2 separate regions of the Salmo salar genome follow, and region 1 is linked to region 2. A link is a contact called in public Hi-C data. All regions are on one chromosome and are shown on one strand. Each heading gives the region's core, a stretch centred on a gene start, on an enhancer-like site or on the middle of the called end of the contact. The rest is flanking DNA. Distances are from core to core; before and after follow the strand shown.

Region 1 (3,143 bases), core at 224-2,723, 250 kb after region 2:
GAAACCCTACTTCAAGTCTCAGAGCGAGTGACGTCACTGATTGAAACGCTATTAGCGTGCACCACCGCTAACTAGCTAGCCATTTCACATCGGTTACACTCACTAACTAGGAAATGTGTGTCCGGACCTTCTCAAATAGTACTGAGTACCCCTGGTCTAGACAGTTACCTGAATTAGCTGGGGCTCATCCAAATGAAGTTCTTGGGCCGTGGTTCAGTTTGTTACGTTAGAGTAGCCTACACTCATCAAGTTTAGTGAAATCAGATCCATGATGTTTCCAATCCCAACAATGGCAGTGAACCCGTAGGCACAAATCATTAATATACACCTTTCTGCTTGGAGAGGTTTGCACGGTTTTTGCACACATACGTTTCTTGATCTTTATGAAAAAGCATGGCATCTCCTGTGTTAGGCTCCGCCTAGTGGCCAGAGACAAGCATTACAGTTTTGTTGGTGAATAGGAATTTTACAAAAACATTCTTCTTCCTGACAAATATTTGTGCATTAATGGGTAGAAAAATACAATGGGAAATAAATGACCAATCCATTTGAGATATCCAAACTGGTGGAGAGAGTGCTGGGAAGAGTGAAGGCTGTGAGGATCTGTCGTTCTGCCCCAGAACAAGGCAGTAAACCTCCTAAGCCGTCATTGAAAATAAGAATTTGTTCTTAACTGACTTGCCTAGTTAAATAAAGGTTAAATTGAAACAAAAAAGTGCAGTTAGGGTATATTAACTACAGAGTCCGAGCTTTTATCCCAATGCAGTGGGATCGTTGCAGAGCTTTTGGTCATGTAGGAAGTGTTTGCAGAAGAGAGAAGCCGAGATGTGGAAAAGTTCATATTATGTGTTATAAAAGTGATGAACATGTGACATGTTGCAATTACGGTGGGAACCATGAAGCCACGTCTTTCAAATGCCCGACAATGATGAAAGATAATTTGGCCAAAGTCAGGGCTGTACAGGACATTTCATATGCAGCAGCTGTTATTAAAGGGGTTGAGGGTTTGAATAGTGCACCTGAAGAGTCTATGGTAGTGGATAGGTCTAGGCTGCAGGGGTTGCCTTTCAACCAGCAGGATCCTTACATTTTAAAGATTAAGAAGGTGGATTGTATGGCTTTTATAGCTGTGGTAATTAATGGCACTGCCAAGGTGGAGAGAAGTTCCAGGAAGATATAAATCATAGTGATTGTGTTGGAGCGGTTCCCAGGGCTGAAAGATTTCTCAGCGAAGGACTTAAAGTGGAATATTGGCACAAGCCGTACCACCCTAGCAGGTCTGAGAAGGGAGATATGGAGAATTAAAAGAAGGAAGGAAGTGGGAGTTTTGTTAGTTTTGGCAATGTACTATTTTTTTATTGGGGTGGATTAATTTAGTTTCACTATTACTTATGGATTTATTTGTAATTTTGTTTTCAAACCATCCAGTTGGTGGCGGCAATACACCTTTATGGGTTGTAGTCCGCCATAAAAAACCCCACAGAACAAGACTTCCGTTAGAGCTGGTCATGTGACTAACTGCTGAAAGCTAAAGACGTGTGTTGTTAGCCAATGTGTGAAAATGGAGCCGTTTAGAAGGCTAGTAAAGTATTTAGTGTTGCTATCTGCGGTATGGGATGTCGCTCATGTTCAGCACGGTGGGATGCTGTTCCCCCGGGAGTCGTCGTCCCGTGAGATCAGAGAGCTGAACGGGCTGTGGGACTTCAGAGCCGACTTCTCACATAACAGGAACTTGGGCTTTGAACAGGCTTGGTATAAAAGTCCCCTTGCAGAGGTAAACATCAACAGCCATGTTTAATAAACTATATTAACTATGTCAAGTGGATAGTGTGTTAATAAACTATATTAACTATGTAAAGTGGATAGTGTGTTAATAAACTATATTAACTATGTAAAGAGGATAGTGTGTTAATAAACTATATTAACTATGTAAAGTGGATAGTGTGTTAATAAACTATATTAACTATGTAAAGTGGATAGTGTGTTAATAAACTATATTAACTATGTAAAGAGGATAGTGTGTTAATAAACTATATTAACTATGTAAAGTGGATAGTGTGTTAATAAACTATATTAACTATGTAAAGTGGATAGTGTGTTAATAAACTATATTAACTATGTAAAGTGGATAGTGTGTTAATAAACTATATTAACTATGTCAAGTGGATAGTGTGTTAATAAACTATATTAACTATGTAAAGTGGATAGTGTGTTAATAAACTATATTAACTATGTAAAGTGGATAGTGTGTTAATAAACTATATTAACTATGTAAAGTGGATAGTGTGTTAATAAACTATATTAACTATGTAAAGTGGATAGTGTGTTAATAAACTATATTAACTATGTAAAGTGGATAGTGTGTTAATAAACTATATTAACTATGTAAAGTGGATAGTGTGTTAATAAACTATATTAACTATGTCAAGTGGATAGTGTGTTATAAAATCGTCGCCAAAAGCATGTGGACTACCAGTCCTGTTTGTTCAGAATAGTTATCTGCCACTATAACTTTTAATGCTGGTCTGTTTGGGGAACTTTGATAGGCTTGTCTGCAAACAAAATTATTATCCAATCTGTAGTCTGCAAACAAAATGATTATCCAATCTCGTCTGCAAAAAAATTTTTTTTATCGGTAGTCTGTTGTAACTTCAAACCAACTAAAACTGTTTGTTTCGCCAAGTCTTTGCATGTATTTTACCTAATACTTTGTGTAAACTGTCTTGATGATAATTTAAGTAAAAAAGATTGTAAACATTTGTTCTTATTCATTCTTCCCTCTTCTCTTTCTCTCTCTCTCTCTCTCTCTCTCTCTCTTTTTATCCGTTTGTCTAGACCGGTCCGGTGATTGACATGCCAGTGCCTGCCAGCTACAACGACATCACCCAGGATCCACGGCTGAGGGATTTCATTGGCTGGGTGTGGTATGAGAGAGAGGTGTTGGTACCCTCACGCTGGGTGTCTGATGAGGGAACCAGAGTTGTGCTGAGGGTTGGGAGTGCACACTACTACTCAGTGGTCGTGAGTATTTCCAAAAAATCTTCTACCATTTGTTTTCAGCTCCAGTTGACTTTCTGTTTCACTTGTGTGACAACTCTAACTCCACAGCCTCCTCTTACATGAGTTCATCTGCAGTGTGTGTG
Region 2 (3,159 bases), core at 28-2,527:
ATCTGTTTCGCTGTCTGACCCATTGGGTGACTAAACTTGGTTTGAACTTTTCCTAGTTGTCCGGTAGTTTATACTCGTTTATTTAGAACCTAACGACAATAAATTCAATTAGAAAATATAAATGGGCTCTTTAGATAGGAGAGCCAAATTAACAGCTCTCCACCGTTATCAGTGACCACAACCATGCGATTGCCTTTCCCTTACTCAGAAACATTCCAAGCCCCTGGTGTCATGCCCATATGGGGACGCAGTGGTACATGCCCCCTCAGATGTCCTTAAAAAAAGAATAATGTTTCTCTGTAACAGAGCCACCTAGCAATTTTATAAAGTTGGCTTTAGCTAGCCTAGATAGGTTTCCAATCTTCCAAAATCAAAACGACCTACCCAGGAGCCATTTCAGGCTATCAATCAAGGTAGAGTAGCTAGCTTGTATAACTATGTTAGCTGGCATCCCTGCTGGCAAGGTTGGTAGACTTTAGAAAAGCAAGCAATAACTAAAAAAATTTTTACATAGAATTAAGCACAATGATTATGGCTCTAGATTGCAGGACAAAAAAAAAACCTGTTTCAGGAAAATTGTTGAACCTGTGCTTTGTGCTCCCGTGGATTTGTGGGGCTCATTACTACAGTCGGCTCAGCTTGGAGCGCGAACGTTTTCAGACGCGATTGATTTCAAATGGAGTCACGACCGCTTTAACAAAGCTCCCGGTGACGCGCCGTAGCATGTGATCAGTTTGTGCCGCGCTGTGATTTTCTATTGGTCCCTCAGTTCACTAGAATACCGCCCACAGGCACTGACGCCCCTCTGATGCCGCGCGATTGCCAGCAACATTGAGGGAATTCGATTAATATGACCCCCGTGCCCGGGTAGATTTGTTTTGTACCAGGTGAAAGTTGAATGCATTCGTCTTGGGAATCGGGCTGCCTCCCGGGGCGTGAGCCAGATGCCCCGTTCAACGACCACGGTGAAGTCTGTTCAAAACAAAAGTGATGTAATTAAGCACGCCGAGTAATGAGTAGGATTGTGTATTTTCACATGCAACAATTATTGCTTAATCTACCTTCCCAATGACAAATAGTTAGAAAATTAAAACATATATTTTATGGAAAAGAGATGTATGTTTCTGAGCGATGCACCATGTTGACTCGTGATCAAGTGGCGTAGATCAGTATTCCATTTTAGACCGGCACTCCTCCCTCACCACCGCTTTTGCCCGTTCATATCACGGACCACATCCTAATCGAATCGACCCATTCTAGAGGCACCGATCTGTCTTGATTGGCTTTGGTGTGGGTGTGTGCACGCCATTGACGCGGCTACACAACCGCGCTTTTACCTGTCAGAAACTTTCATTGGCTATTCCGCAATTATTGGTACGAATTCTCTCTGACCATTGGTTCAAATGCATGCTTTACTTTTGCTGATTGGTCGAAGCATAGGTCATCGCTCGTGAATGCGGAAGTCGTGTAGTCTACTGAGTCACCGTTGTATCAGCTGATTCTTTCTGAGTGAGTAGCTAACCCGATTGTATTTGAAAAAAATAAATAAGCCAAGATGTCAATTTTTTTTTAAATGGTGTGTATTATGTTGCACGGCTGCTGCGAGATATGCTGTTCATTAGCAATATTTTGACATTTGCCAGTGTGCTTAGCTAGACCAGTCCACTAGACCTTCGGCCGCCTCCCCCTCCTAGCAGCCGGTGTGTTTCACGGGGCATCACTACTCTGACTAACGATAGCTCGTCAACCTCGGCTAAGGAAAGCCAGCTACTAGTTTTCACCATTTCTGTATTGTTGCACCTGTTTGATTATCTACCTACATTTAGTGAACTAGGTGTTTTAGCTGTCAAACGGTATTGTTTAGCGTGTTTTTTTGTATGCTTTTCTAGTACCAAGCTTCTCTGATCCTATCAAAGGGTGTGTTCGTAAATTGTCTCCAGTGTGTCAAGAGTGCGCTCTCTGGGTCTCTCGTTAATTCAGAGAGTTGTCAAATGTTGTCTTGTTAAATTCAGAGCATTTCGTCCTCGGATCGTTCAGAGCGCATATCCGAGCTTTCTGTCCTCACAACTTGTTTCCAAGCACCCAAGATAACGTTAACTGGCTGAAGTTGCCTAACTTACTAGCTACTTAATTTAAAAACATTTTTTTTAACACCTTTATTTTATAAATGAGAACAGCAATGTATCTACCTACGTGAAAGAGGGCCAACCAACTTTCTGGTAGAGAATGCAGTGATGAGTACTAAAATTGTTGCCCATAATAAATCAAATCAAATTTTATTTGTCACATGCGCAGAACATGCACCGCAGTGCGCTATGTTAAACTGCTTTTTACAGCTTTAAATAAGTGGCCGCTGCGTTCATATAGATGTTGCCATAGTCTAGGACTAATGGGGAAAATCGACTGAATAATCTTCTTTCTACTGTTCAGCGAAAAAGTTTAGATATAATTATTTAGGTCGGACACAAATGAGAGAACACCTGTCTCTGACCCTAGCAGAGCTGGTTAGGCGGTTTGAAATGTTGTCAATAGCGTTAGTGACTGACTGTGCTGCTGGCAAACTTACTAGAATATTCTGCTGGCGATGGTCATATTCAACGGGTGTTGCACATTCGTAAATTCGTCAGTTATTTTGTGAATTTCTGAGTGCACCATTTAAAAAAAAATAAAAAAAATGTATTTCACCTTTATTTAACCAGGTAGGCCAGTTGAGAACAAGCTCTCATTTACAACTGTGACCTGGCTAAGATAAAGCAAAGCAGTGTGTCAACACAGAGTTACACATGGGATAAACCATAAATGTCAAGGGAGTATTGCTAGTTATGGGGTCTATTCATTACGCCAATTCAGTTATAAAACGTTTATTGAATGAAACGAGGAGGGACCTACCCAATGGTCACTTAAATGTTTTTCGTCACTGAGCAAATTTCAGGTTCTGCTAAGGGCAAAGTTGAACGTTGTGAAAATTCTGTGCAACTTCCGGAGTGCGTTTTACTGTGAACAGAGGCTGTACCCGCTTTAAGTTAGTTTTAACAGTAGGCTACTGTGGCTATTTGATCATAAGTTAAGCCTACCAGAGTGGTCTACCATCAAAAACAATGGAGAAAATACATCCTGTAACATTTCAACATGGAAATTGCTGTTCTATCATTCAGCCAA

The links. A called contact is a pair of places that touch in the nucleus more often than the background predicts.
Region 1: a contact with region 2 is called in a Hi-C map of gill, with 4 times the contacts expected there. The contact joins the promoter of LOC106603975 here to the promoter of mtmr4 in region 2. A contact is called at or near these places in 2 of 3 Hi-C or Micro-C datasets (gill and muscle).

What each region holds. Positions count from the first base shown.
Region 1 is chrssa04:82,951,306-82,954,448 of Ssal_v3.1, forward strand. LOC106603975 (beta-glucuronidase) reads left to right here and starts at 1,474. Exons shown (of 12, transcript XM_045717410.1): 1 at 1,474-1,774; 2 at 2,836-3,021. The coding sequence starts at 1,562.
Region 2 is chrssa04:82,700,889-82,704,047 of Ssal_v3.1, forward strand. mtmr4 (myotubularin related protein 4) reads left to right here and starts at 1,278. Exons shown (of 20, transcript XM_045717405.1): 1 at 1,278-1,509.